2 separate regions of the Mus musculus genome follow, and region 2 is linked to region 1. A link is a contact called in public HiChIP or PLAC-seq data. All regions are on one chromosome and are shown on one strand. Each heading gives the region's core, a stretch centred on a gene start, on an enhancer-like site or on the middle of the called end of the contact. The rest is flanking DNA. Distances are from core to core; before and after follow the strand shown. Region 1 overlaps Scmh1 (sex comb on midleg homolog 1). Region 2 has its middle 6.1 kb from the start of Gm8439.

Region 1 (7,308 bases), core at 71-2,570:
GCAGTTGCTCTTCACCTCTACTGCCTAGAGTTCTTCCTCTTTAAAACTTTCTTGAGTGATTTATCTCCCCAGATTTCCATTTCCTCACTTCCCTCAAAGACACTTACATGAGCCTTTTGCTTTTTAAAAATTATGACAATATTTTGATAGAAATTAGTATGTAAAAATAACAAGTGTGAAACATTTCCCAATGTTGTCCAAATCCAGTATCCTGATGTAGATTGGAAATTGTATGTCTAGGCCGCTGCTAACAACAGCAGTATTATTTCGGCATAGCCTCCCTGTTGTTGGGCAGATTTCTTGTGAACACAGCACCCTAGGTGAGCGCACTTCCTGAAAGAGGCCCAGCCAGGTGATGAAGCAGATAGCATTATGTTCATAGTTGTTTGCACAGGTTGAGTCAGACCACACCAGAGCCCTGAGGGTGCAACAGACCTGGCCTGGCACTCCCATGATTACACGCCCTTTGGAGTTAGAGGCAAAAATCAAAGCCCTTGAGCAAGGAAAAGAGCAGGAAGAAAACAAGTGGGCAAGCAGCCTGGCACTGCCTTTTGTAACCTGCCAAGCCTAAGACACACATGAGCTGAGCTTCTCCAGCCGGCACGACCCATCGTTGTACAACTTACTTCTTTGTGTACTTGACTCCACAGCCGTGTTTGACCGGGAACAGCACACTCTGAACCTCCCAGCAGTCAACAGCATCACCTATGTCCTCCGTTTCCTGGAGAAGCTCTGCCACAACCTTCGAAGTGACAATCTGTTTGGCAACCAGCCCTTTACACAGACTCACTTATCACTCACTGCCACAGAGTATAATCACAACCACGACAGGTACCTACCAGGTAGGAGCTGGGATGGGGACTGGGCTGAGCTGTGGCTGTGCAGCCAGGAGCGCCTGCGAGCCTAGCACCCACACTCCGGAGATCTGGTTTCTGCCCTTTACCCTTGCCACATCTGGGTTAATCTAGGGGGTTTTGGGTTTCTGCCACTTTAAGTCTTCAGAATTTTGCTGTCACTCTAGAATCTCTCTTTCCTCTGGACCCCTGTCTCGAGAAGTTGTCCTATGGGTTCCTTCTGTGCAGCCCAAGAAGCCCCAGCACATCTCTCAGTATGAATCAGAGGCCTCATGCAGCTCTCCTTTGCTAGCTACAAGGTTTACTCTTAGGCTAGAGATGGAGGAAGTTGTTCCTTTTGATTGGCCATCCATTCTTTTCTTTGGCATGTGGCCCTAACTTCTAGCATTGCCAGTCTAACAAGTCCATTCAAGTTCCTGCTGTTTCCAACTAGGCTGGAAAATAACTTTTTAGTTAACATACCAGAGCCACAATGAGAAAGCGGATGCCACGTGGCTAGGTCAGTGACTAAGCACTTCCCAGAGTGCTTGAAGAATGAGTGGAGCTCGGCAGCTCTGATCTGGAATACAGGACACAGAACCGAGGGAGGGAGGAAAGCTTGGTCCAAACAGAGAGAGGTAGGTTGCTGTTAAATGGGAGGAATTGTTCTTTAAAAGACACCTGTGATGGTGCCCTGAGTAGAGAGGAGGTACGTCAGCCTGGGGCTACTCTGTCTATCTCAGGTTCGTGAGTCTGAAAGGTGCCTGGGGCTTCTGCATGGGTCTCACTCCCACACTCCCTTTCCTGATGTCTTTTCATCAGACTCTTAATGAAAAGACTTCTGACGAAAGTATCACTTCTAGAGAATGTACTCAGGGAAGAGACCACACAACCAGTCTCCTCTGACCCCTCTATACTTCTGCCACAAATGAGGATTGCTTATGTGATTTGAGGTGAAAAGATACCTAAACTACTCCTTTGCCTGCATGTCAACCAAACATCTGGGCCCTGCAGCTGTCTCATGCCTCTCAGGTGGTTCTTTTCTTCAGAGGAAACTTCTTAAACTACCTGCTCTAAATTGCTTTTTTTTTTTTTTTAAACATCAGAACCTATAAGAACAGTCCTTCAGTTAGAATGTTGTATTGGATAGGCTGGAGTTGGAACAGACAAAGACAACGTGTTAAATATTCTCAGCCATTGTCATTTGGGAGCCCTGGGCTCTGTTTCCCTAATGAAAGGCCTGACTGGAAATCTGAAAGAGGAGGTGCATGAGAGGGAGCTGCACAAAGAGAAGAAACTTAGAACACTGCCCCTCATGAACTGGGAAAGTACAGCGGCTGCTGGGGGCATGCCCGCAGTGGGCCTCTAGTCATGAAGAAGAGTAGGGGTACCCTTTCTAGCTGTGACTGTGTCCCATCAACCCCATGTCAGACAGGCTGCACCAACTCTGAGCCTCTCTGCCCACCAAGCTGTTCTTCATGGGAGGTTTCAGCATGTTGTCTACTTGCATCCTGCCTTCTGTTTACTTCTTACTAGTAGTTTTAACTGTGCCCAGACAAGCCAGGCCTTTGTCTAGACTTCTGACTCCTCCTCTCTGTAGCTTGTCTTCTCTGCCTGCCTGTTCCTCTGCTCTGATACCTCATTGGCACCTATATTTTTCTGGTTATTTACCGGCCCTCTGCAGAGCCCCATTAGTATCTGTAGCTTTTTTTGTTTGTTTTTCCTTTAAACCTGTTTTGTTGCCATTCCCCCACATTTCCTGGAGCCCTTTCCCCTTCCTGCCTTGCCACCACCTTGCCCTACGACATCTGTGGACTTGGCTCAGCTGACCATGTACTTACAATGTAACAGAGAACCATCAAAAGTTCATATCCTGTTAAGTTTCCTTACCTGAACTGAGATTTACTGTTCTCACTGCTCTATTTTAGAAACTTTCAAACCTATAGAAAAATTACAACAAAAGTAAAACGCATCTTCACGAAGAGTCACTTTTAACTTTTTGTAGCATTTGCTCTGTTGCACTGTTCACACATATACTGGTATCTATATATTTAATACATATCTATGTACATGACTTTTGTTTATTTAACACACAAGAATTAACTGCAAGTGAAATTTTATCTTGATTGTTTGTTTTGGTTTTTCAAGACAGGATTTCTTTGTGTGGCCCTGGAACTAGGACTATAGACCATGCTGCCCTTGAACTCACAGAGATCTACCTGCCTCTTCTTCCCAGGTGCCACCATGGCCCAGCTAACAAGTAAAATATTTTTCTAGGGGCTGGAGAGATGGCTCAGTGGTTAAGAGCACCGACTGCTCTTCCGAAGGTCCTGAGTTCAAATCCCAGCAACCACATGGTGGCTCACAACCACCCATAATGAGATCTGACGCCCTCTTCTGGTGCATCTGAAGACAGCTACAGTGTACTTAGATACAATAATAAATAAATCTTAAAAAAAATATTTTTCTACATACCTCTTTTAAAGAGCATAGAATACAGGCACATACCTGTAATCCCAGCCCTCAGGAATTTGAGGGGAGAGGTTCACACGTTAAAGGGTAGCCTGAGGTACACAGTGAAACCCTGCGTCAGAAAGAGTGAAGAGGGAAGAAGGGAAAGTGGGAGGCAGAAAGGGTGGTGGAAGGGCAGAAAGAAGAACATTAATTTTTGTATTCAAGAAATGTAGGGGCTGGAGAGATCTACATGTTGTCTCACAACCATCTGTAATGGGATCTGATGCCCTCTTCTGGGGTGTCTGAAGACAGCTACAGTGCACTCATGTAAATAAAATAAAGAAATAAATCTTTAAAAAGAAAATAAATGTAAATAAAATACTCCTGGGCTATTATATCATCCAGATGAAAAATTTCCCAGTCATCTCAATGATGTCTATTGTAGCTGTTTTTGTTTTGCTTTGTTTTCTATAATTTAGAATCCAGTAAGAGATTTTTATTGGATCATTTGGTGCCTTTTACTCTCCTGTCTATTAATCTTCTTTTATCTAGAGCTGTTCTCTACTCTTTCTGTCTTCTCTGATTGGCATTTTGAAGAACCCAGTCCAGGCATTTTAGCTTTAGGTCATCAAACATTTATAAATCCTCACTCTTTGACAGATTCCATATTGGATTTTAGGAGACAGAGGTAATACAGACTCACTCAACTCCTGCACTCTGAAGCTAAGAGAGAAAGCATGGATCAGAGATGCTCCAGCCCAGCTGCTTATGATCAGCAAAGAGCATGAAAGGCAGTGGATGAGAGGACTCCTGAGTGAGAGCAGGCTAACAGTAGAATCCCTTCTGCAGCGTTACGTGTTCTGGGTCAAGTACCAGGCATGTGAAGGGGCTCCTTTGGATTCCCTAAAATAATGGCAACATGAGGCAGGACATTTATTTTAATTCAGCTAGTTACTATGGCTATTGACATTAGCTATGATTGGAATCTACCTTGCATTAACTTCTAGATCTGCTGCTTTGAGATTTCTGGGCTGCCATGTGCTAGGGGAAGTAGTTCCTTTGTTCCCAGTACTCAGTGACTTGAGTTGTTTCTGGCATAATCATCCATCCATCCTCAGCGCCCTTTTTCTGGGAGTCAGCTTGCTTATCTATCCAGACAGAGATGGAAGCTCTCTAGCCATCGTGGTAGTGTAAATTAGCTTTTCTGCTGTGATGTTGGACAAATGAGGCTGTGCCACTGCTCTGCTGGATATCAGCGGGCAGAAATGAGGTCCTTGCTGTGTATACACACCATCAATAAAAGGCAGCTCTTCTCTAGATCTTACTGCAAGGAGGTACCTTACAAGCATTCCTAGTGGAAGGTAGCAAGCAAGTGAGCGAGGAAAGGGGAAAGGGTGGGAAATAAATATGGAGAAAAGTCATGGGTAACAAATACTCCCAGAGGAACCTGGGAAGACAGGCAAGACTCAGAGTACAGAGAGTAGAACATGGGGGACAATTTGTAAGAAGACAGATTTCAGCTTTAAAAAAAAAAAAAAAAGAGGGCATTTTAGCCATTAGAACTCTCAACAGTGACATATTTGCCAAAAATCTTCTACGAGAACAGTCAGTCATTGAGGGTGGGTAGATGAGCAGTTTTTTTCAAGTAGAGGTCAGAGAACCACTGAATCTAGAGAATATTATATTCCGCATGGCTTATTCAGCCTGCTTTCTAATAGAACCCACGACCACCAGCCCAGGAGCGGCACGGTGCACAGTGGGCTGGGCCCTCCCCCATCAAAATGATCTTATGGAGGCATTCTCAACCGAAAGTCTCTCCTATCCTATAACTCGAGGTTGTATCAAGTTGCATAAGACTAGTCAGTATACCATCCTAAGCTTTAGGTTAGATCCACAACCTGGTGACTGGGTCCTGCTGTCTGATATTGTCCATAGAGGTGCATAATTGTCATGGGATTCCCTTCTCAAAGGCTTTCAGATGTTCACAAACCCCTTGGAAGGCTTCCTGTGTGTGGATAAACGTCTCAGGGTTTCCCACAGTGTAGTAAGAAGCAGTCTGCTAAGTGTCAGAGTCAAGTTCTTACCCTGATCTGAGTCCCTGTGCCTGAGCTCCCCTGGCTTCTTGGAATGTTTCTGTGGAACAAGGTCAGTACAGATAAAGGACTAGGGGCATCGAAGGAACAGGTTCTCTGCAGACAGGCTTCTAATCAGCTGTCATGGAGTATTTCTGAGATGTCCTGCTGATCAGCATCTGCTTCTAAAGAACCCTCCTGTCGGGATTTACTGGCTCAGTAATTAAAAGCACGTGCTCTGAAATAGTGAGGATTTGAGTTTGAATCCCTACTGCCCACGTTAAAAAGTAATTGTGGCTATATGTGCTAGTAACTCCAACATTGGGGGTCAAGGACAAGCAGATCTTGGGATCTCACTAGCCAGCTAGCCTAGTTCAAAAAACAGTGAACTTCAGGCTCAGTGACAAATCCTGTCTCAAGAGAATGAAGCAGAAAATGCTAGAGGAAGACACTCAGGATCCTCTGGCCTCGACGTGTGTGTGCATGGGCACACACATCCAGAAGCCTCCTCTGAGCATTTGCATCCTTCCCACAGCCCTTATCCTCATTGTAGCATCTTAGGACTAAAGAATTATCTTCCGCCTAAAGTAACTCTATTCCTTTTCAGTTGTCCTTATCCAGAAAAGGAAGAACTACTACTATCTCAGGCCAAAAGGAACAGTCTAGAAAGAGAGTCCAGGGAGGAATCCAAGTCCTGAGCTCCTGAGCCAGAAACAGGAGTGATACACAGGTGTCCTGAGTCCTTGTAGGGCTTTATGTCTTGCTGCCTCTTGTTCCACTCAGGAAGGTACCTGGAGCCAGCATTCTGCCAGTCCCTCCAAGCTAGTCCCTACTTTAACTCTGGTTTTATTATTTTCCAGGTGAAACCTTTGTCCTGGGGAATAGCCTGGCCCGGTCCTTGGAGACACACTCAGACCTGATGGATTCTGCCTTGAAGCCTGCCAACCTTGTCAGCACATCCCAAAACCTTCGGACTCCTGGCTATCGGCCCTTGCTTCCCTCCTGTGGCCTCCCATTAAGCACTGTCTCTGCTGTGCGTAGGCTCTGCTCTAAGGGTAAGCTGATTAGGGCTCTGTGGGCCTCATGACTTTGCCCTTCCTTCCCTTGTTCCTGGGATCAGAGAGTACTAAGGGGAACTAGTTTTGCTGCCCTACTGGGTGTTAGGACTGGGGCTATACTCACCTTTGTGCCTTGCCCAGCCATCTGCGATGTTATTGGTATTCTGGGCTTGGTTTAAAAACAAACAAACAAACAAACAAAAAAAAACCCCATAAATTGGGAGCCAAAGACTTAGAACAAAAAGGGACAGAATGGAGCTAAAGGCAGAGCATAGAATCAGCCGCATGAGGACTGTATGGCTTTGGCATTGCTGAAACAGTGTCAGAGTTAGGGCTTATAGTATGGAAAACTTCCAAACTGATGAGTTTAGAGTTGATCATGCTGGCAGAGCTAGGCTACCAGTGGTAATCAGAGGCAAGACACAAACAGAACTCTATCTGAATAACGGAGTGCTGGCTTGAACCTGGACTTGAGGGACAAGACTAGAGAGAATGGGCCAGAACCGAAGTGAAAACAGCCTGAAAATTAGGATAGTGTTAGAAACTTCTCACTAGATTAATTTAGAAAAGCTTGAAGACAGTGAGGAAGGAGGAAGTGGGGACTGTCTCCTAGGTTTACAGTGAGGAAGGAGGAAGTGGGACTGTCTCCTAGGTTTAGAGATCTAGATACAGTTTGCTGAATGGTGCCATTCACTACAGAAGACCTAGAGATGGAAGGGAGGGAGGGGCATGAGTCATCTTGGAGTAGACAGCAGACAGCGGCTGGTGCAGGTCAGATTCATAGGAAGAGTGCAGTGCTTAAGGGTTTGGGACCATTCATCAATTACTGTTGAAACTTTACAAGTAATGAGTTCCCAGGAGGAAAGGTGGGATGAGAAGAGCAGCTTACCA
Region 2 (6,606 bases), core at 1,138-3,637, 64 kb after region 1:
GAAACTATATCCATTATAGGACAGACCTGGAAGATGACCTTCAACCACCCTCCCCAAGCCTAATGGTATCTCAACCAAATGGTACCCCCTTTCCAATATGGCAGCTCTAGAAACAACACTCTTTTTGCTTTTGTTTGGGGGGAATCTTTGGAGTTTTTCTTTTAATAAATGTTTTAGATTTATTTAATTTTATGTTTGAGTATTTTGCCTGCATGTATGCATGTGTACCATGTGTGTATTGGTACCCAGGAAGATCAGAAGGGGATGTTGGATTCCCTGGAACTAGAGTTATAGATTGTTGTGGGCCACCATGTGGGTACTGGGACCTGAACCTGGGTTCTCTACAAGAGAGTGCTTTTAATTGTTCAGTCTCCAACTCTCCAACAAACAAAAACAACCCAGCATTATGTCCACCATTCCCAGTACAGAGCTGGGCACATATCAGCCCCTCAATTATGAACTAAATTATGGTTCTGAAATTACCTTGTGGCTGTAAACTTTTCCATGGTCTGGCTTTTATCCATCTATTTGACCAAGACAAATCAACATTCTTGAAAGCAAACCAATTATTGTATTTCAGTTGTTTAGAAAACACCACAAAAACCATCTTTGCATCAGCTCAGGCCAATAATTGGAGGGTCTTGAGCATTGCCAGGCCCAAGGGTGTCCCAAGGGTGGTTTGTGGCCTGGGTATTGTCATGGATCAGTGTGTCGATGTGCTCTGGGCACCCACTATACACCCAGCACTCTCCCAGCTGCCATAGCACCCAGTGAGCTAACCTAATGACGTCAAGTGGAGAGAAAAATCAAGAGATTTTGCATCCACCAAGCACTCACTGGAGCTATTGTGTGTGTATAAAACTCAATAGTTGTAATTTCAGATTCTGGGCCAGGCTCCAGACATCTGCACCCAAGATCTATCTAAGAGATGTATTCTATCTCCATGAGCAACAGCTCCTACTCCTGTCATTAGCACATGAAAGGTGTGTTTGAAACCTGGTGGAAAACAGGGCATCCAACAGCCCTCATGTTCACATAATAAGCACTTCCCATTGCATGTGAGAGTTTTTTAAGTGAGTCAACGTTTTCAAATAGCTGCATTCAACATGCATTTAACTGATCTGAGCTCAAAGAAACAAAAACTCCCATCTGTTTCTGAGTTTGAATCACTTTGCACACTAAAGACAACCTGAAGAAAGAAGTTTGGAGCTTGTAGTTTTTTATTTCATGCTATGAAGTTTAATATTATATTCGGAGGGTTGGTGAGATGGCTGAGCAGGTAAAGAACATATATCCCATGACGTGGGTGAGCCTACACACAAATGACCAATACATAAGTAAATATGTGTCAAAAGATGAAAAATCTATTGTATGTTTAAATGTTACAGTTTTAAAAGTATTTGTTTTGACGTTTTTAGAAAGCATAAAAATTGTTAGAACATAATTTGATAAATTCTCCATATTTGTCCCACCTACGGAACTTGGACAGCAGACCCTGAAACAACACCAACAGAAGCCTGGAAGCTCCCTCGGTCCCCTTGAGTTGCCATTCTATCATAGCCACAGCCTTGACCTCTAATTCCATTGGTTTGGTCTCTCAGTGTTCTTTTGGGGGTGGAGAATGGGGGATGGGCATGGGGGAGGGTTCCTGTGGGTTTAGGTACATGAGTGTGTGGGGTGCCTTTTTAAAGCTAAACTTAGATAATGTTATCAAACCTCCGAGAATCGCCAGGCAGTGGTGGTGCACGCCTTTAGTCCCAGCACTAGGGAGGCAGAGGCAGTGGATTTCTACAAAGTGAGTTCCAGAACAGCCAGGGCTACACAGAGAAACCCTGTCTCGAAAACAAACAAACAAACAAACAAAAAAACCAAACAACCCCCCCCCCAAAAAAAACCCTCTGAGGATCATTGTCTAAATGTGTCAATCTTTCCATTTTTTAGAGATTTTTATAGAGCAAAGTGAGTTATACCTGTGTGCTCTCTCTCAGGCCCCTATGTTCTCTTTCTCCCTTTCACTCACTAGTTAGTTAGTTAGTTAGTTAGTTAGTTAGTTAGTTAGTTAGTTAGTTAGTTAGAGCTTTTTTGGTCTTTGTTTTGTTGTTTTCTAGGCTGGCCTCCAACTTGCTATATAGCCAATGCTGGCCCTGAGGTCCTGATCCTCTGAGTCTGCCTTCCAAGTATGGCTAAGAGAAGAATGTACCACCAAGCCCTGTTTTCTCTTCCTTTGATTATACAAGCAATTCAAAGGAGTCAGTAGAATGGGTGTGTTTTGTTTATTCATTGACCTTGCATTTATTGGGGTTTTCCTCCTGCCAGACACTACCTGAGTCACCAAAGTTACAGATACAGTTTGGGATCCAGCGGTTAGGGCACTGGTGGGGGAGGTGATCAAATGCCTTGGAACCCACGGGGGTGCGCATCACCTACCAGCACGCCCAGAAACCTTCCCAGAGCAGAGTCTCCAAGGATGGGCAGAGGTCATTCCAGAGAGGAAGTCAGGTGAGGCCAGGGTAGTGAAAAGTAAGGGATGTGACGAAGGGAGGTGGACCTTGGGTTCCACCAGGAGGTCGGAGGCGTAGGGCACTAAGGGAACAGAACACTCATTGCACATGAACGAGGACTGAGCAAACACATCAAAACCTCATTATTTTTACACTGAGATCCACACAGGCAGAACAGGGAAGCATATAAGAGTAAACTTCAAGAAGCAGCAAGTAAGATGGAAAACTGAGAAAATTCGTCTTAAAACAACACAACACAAAACAAAAAGAGTCAGGAGACTAATGAGGGAATGAGATCATTTTGACTTGCACCGATAGAGCAATGTAGGAATTAGGCCCCGCACAATGAATGGAGAGCCGGGGAAGCGAGGGGAGGCTACAGTCCTCCTGAGGAGCTATCGCAGCTGAGGACAGCCAGCCTCAGGGAAGGGCACCAGTGGGGAAGACGGCTGCAGCTTGAGTGAGTGGCACCTGGTTGGTACCTCTGTGGCCCACAGAGGCAGAGTGTGGGAAGAGGAGTTCCTCACGTGGCAGAGGAAGGACACGTTGGAGCTGCTGCCACATACCAGCAGCACTCTCTGCCACTCCGTCTCTGTCCTCACATCTGCCTGTCTTCCAGCCAGACACACCAGGCCTGCACTGCTCATGCTTGGACAAGTGGCCGGAGAGGCAGAAACTCTACTTTGCTTATGCTATGAAAACTTGGGGTTGGTTTCTTCGGCTGAATGCATACCTCCTCATTGTAGCTCAGGTTCAGGGGAGACTGGGAAATTCCGTTCCAGGCCAGGCAACCAAGATAAACTATTTCTACAGGTTGCAGGAGCTCACGGCATCCTGGCTACCATTTCAGGTCTAGAAGCAAGTATGCCTCACTAAATGCCCTTTCCACTCCACTTCCCTCCACCCTCCACACCAGGCTTCCCCCCACCCCGCCCCCGTGTTTCACAAATGATGTAAAAAAAAAAAAAATAACATTAGCAAGTGTGGCAGATGCTGTGAGTCCCCTGCCCAGGTCCCTAGTCCTCCAGGACACGTGACTCTGTCCAAATCAGTACCTAAATCACTCATGGGAGGAGTTGTTGGTTGTTTTGCTTTGTTTGTTAGTTGGTTTGGTGTGGTGATGTGTGTGTGTGTGTGTGTGTGTGTGTGTGTGTGTGTGTTGATTACTAGATCTGTGCCCAAGAGACCACTGGGCCAGAGGCTAACGTCTCATTAACTTCGGTTCCTCACCACCGACACTAATGCACTAGGCAGACATTGGTACAGATGCTGCACTAGACAACGAAGGAAAGCATGAGCTCCCATCTGCTCGCGCTCTCCCTGCCTTCCTCATTTGGTTCTCGAAGATGCCATTTAGGTTTTTGTCCCTCTTCTCCCAATTTCACAGATGTGGAAACTGAGTCTTAGAAAGGATAAGCACCTAGCCGGACCTCCAGCTTTAATCAACAGAGATGGGGCAGGCAATATGCGTTTGTCTGGCTCTAAGAGTGCTGCTCTTTTTGGAAATGTAGAGAACTGGGCGGCTGAGAAAATAACTCACAATGCAGGCTGGGTACAATGAGCAGAGTACAGAAGGCATCCTGCTGCCTCCCTGCTGGAGGGAACCAGCTGAATACTGTCTCTCGGAGTCCCTCCATCATCCTGGGATGGTTGTCAGTGGAGAGGGAAATACAATTCTGTATTTTAAACCAACATCATTTTGTAGCAGGACAATTATTTTAACTGGGTTGTCCCTAGTGTTTCACACATCATAGGTGGGACTTGTGGAATATGGTATGGAAGTATTTTAAGACACATTAAAGAAAGTCTAGTGTTGTCAAAGTCGGTTAAGGACTTTCCTGGTCACATTTTCTTTAATAGGTCACATAAAAAGAAAGTTTCAAAAGGCAGTAAATATTTAACTAGGATAAAATGTCCAAGTAATATAGTTTCAGAGTTTTTATGAAAAAAATCAGCTTTCTTCTCCAAATAGGTTTTCTATATTGGATTTTATGCTTGAAATGGCTACAAAATCCTTGGATATGTTTTTCTAATTATCCTTCCTTTAAATTCCTGGCCATAGTGAGCATTGACAAGAAACTGCACAATGCGGAGCCTGCAAATGGCAGCCACATCCATCACACCCCACCCGCCATGGTCAGTAGTGGTTCTCTTGTTCTTAATACAATTAGGGTCGTTGGAGAGTGCCTTCCTGGCCCCTTCTCTGCTTCTCTGATCTAACATCTCTGCCTCTTCTTTCATGGACAATATGCAATGCTGGATTGGTTGAGACGATACAAAAGGCATCAGAACACAATGGCACTTTAGTTCATTGTCTTCAAGTCATGTTGAATTTTTCTTCACACGCAGACACAGCTCTCTATAGCTGCAATAACTTTTCTTTCTGTCTCACATAATTCCAACTGATTCACAGATAAACATTTGTAACTTCATCCTTATAAAAGCCTCTTTTCTTTGAATCTGTAGGGGTTGCTAACACATATTAATATTGGGGGATGGATTTCCCAAGACATCTCTAGATCCAATGTTGGCTGAGTAGCACAGAGTTTAAAGTGACTGTGAAACCTAAGGAGCATAGTGAATAGTTACAGATTAAAGTCAGAAAAGGAGAAATGCCTGGGTAAATCCAGTGCGTTGTGTACTTTTGGGAGTGTTGAATGACTTTCACAGGGATCTCATATCAGATATTTACAATTCATAGCAGTAGAAAATTACAGTTATGAAGTAGTAATGAATTTTATTTTTGTTTTTTGTTTTTTTGGTTTTTTTGTTTGTTTTGTTTTTCGAGACAGGGTTTTTTCTGTGTAGCCTTGGCTGTCCTGGAACTCACTTTGTAGACCAGTCTGGCCTCCAACTCAGAAATCTGCCTGCCTCTGCCTCCCGAGTGCTGGGATTAAAGGCATGTGCCACCACGCCCAGAATGAAAATAATTTTATGGTCGGGGACCACCACAACTTGAGGAACTGCATTTGAGAGCCACAGCAGCAGGAGAGTTGAGAGCCACTGGTCCATGGAAAACCAGGCTCAAGGTCCCACTGTCCCTCAGCAGAGCGACTGAATTCTCCCCAGAGGGACGTGGAAACTTGGATGAAGTGCTGCAAACCAGAGGAGCACCCCTAACTTCAGTGTCCAGGGTATTTAATCAAGGGCTGTCACATAGGAATTTGGGTCACTCAACCCAACCCACGGAGCTGTCTACTGCTTCAGGCACAGGAAAGACCTTCAGCCATCAGGAGATCCCACAGGCACAAGGGTTGTGTTCCACAAACTGATCAAGGGCTAGGCCATGTAGAAGAACCAAAGATCCAACCCCTCCCCATCTCTCATCTTCCCTCCCCCACTCCCCTGCAAGTTCATCTTTCACTCAACACATCCGATTGCACAGTTATTGGATTTTTTAAAATCAGAGATTCAAGCATGTTCTAAGTTCGTTTTTGAAACCTCAAAAAACTATGAAGTGAAAGTGACTCCTAATTTTCAACTTTTTCTTATTTTTTAAACTTATAAATACATGACAAAACTGTTCTTTGGGTCAGGTGGTGGTGTCACATGCCTGTGGGGCAGTGGACTGTGCCACCAGACAGAATACTTGGTAAAGTTGAGCAGATTCAGAAACCCCAGTAATTCTCGTATCTGAGAACGGCAGGCCTTCCATCTACACCTGTCCAGGTTCCTACCCTGGAGCATGACACCCCATGTTGAGGGCTGTGACAATCAGTCATGTAGGGGCAACACCTGAAGCCCCTTCACATGCAGATGAGGCACCCCTAACATCTCAGACCAAGACAATAGAAAGCATCTGCTTTAGACCTCAACCTGTGGGAAGCCATTGCAGAGTGGCAGTTGCAGAGTGGCAGTTGGCTACTGCTGGCCACCACACATACATAGGCAGTGAAGGTTCTTTTGCCAAGATGAGAGACAAGTTAACCAATCAGATGTGAGACACGCCTCTCCTAGGCCTATATAAGCAGCACCAGTTCTGGGCTCGGGGTCTTCTCGCCTCTACAATCAAGCTCTCCCAATAAACATGTGCAGAAGGATCCTGTTGCAGCATCGTTCTTCCTGGCCAGTCGAGCGCGCGCAAGACCAACCCACCCCAAAATGT

Evidence for each region. HiChIP or PLAC-seq counts read pairs in DNA pulled down with a chosen protein or histone mark.
Region 2: an HNF4G HiChIP or PLAC-seq map of pancreatic cancer cells shows a contact between it and region 1. The contact joins two enhancer-like sites. A contact is called at or near these places in 1 of 39 promoter capture datasets (macrophages), 1 of 115 datasets of contacts at active chromatin or transcription factors (pancreatic cancer cells) and 1 of 9 other capture datasets (adipose tissue).

What each region holds. Positions count from the first base shown.
Region 1 is chr4:120,516,236-120,523,543 of GRCm38.p6, forward strand. Scmh1 (sex comb on midleg homolog 1) reads left to right here. Exons shown (of 18, transcript NM_001379185.1): 14 at 651-842; 15 at 6,220-6,414. Among named protein-coding and RNA genes, the nearest start is that of Slfnl1, 12 kb to the right of the region's middle. Within about 2 kb of position 1,321, at least 115 of the 459 cell types and tissues checked have an H3K27ac peak or open chromatin away from gene starts, as enhancers often do. A contact at or near this core is called in pancreatic cancer cells, where this site is marked.
Region 2 is chr4:120,579,369-120,585,974 of GRCm38.p6, forward strand. No RefSeq gene overlaps it. Among named protein-coding and RNA genes, the nearest start is that of Gm8439, 6.1 kb to the right of the region's middle. Within about 2 kb of position 2,388, at least 11 of the 459 cell types and tissues checked have an H3K27ac peak or open chromatin away from gene starts, as enhancers often do. A contact at or near this core is called in pancreatic cancer cells, where this site is marked.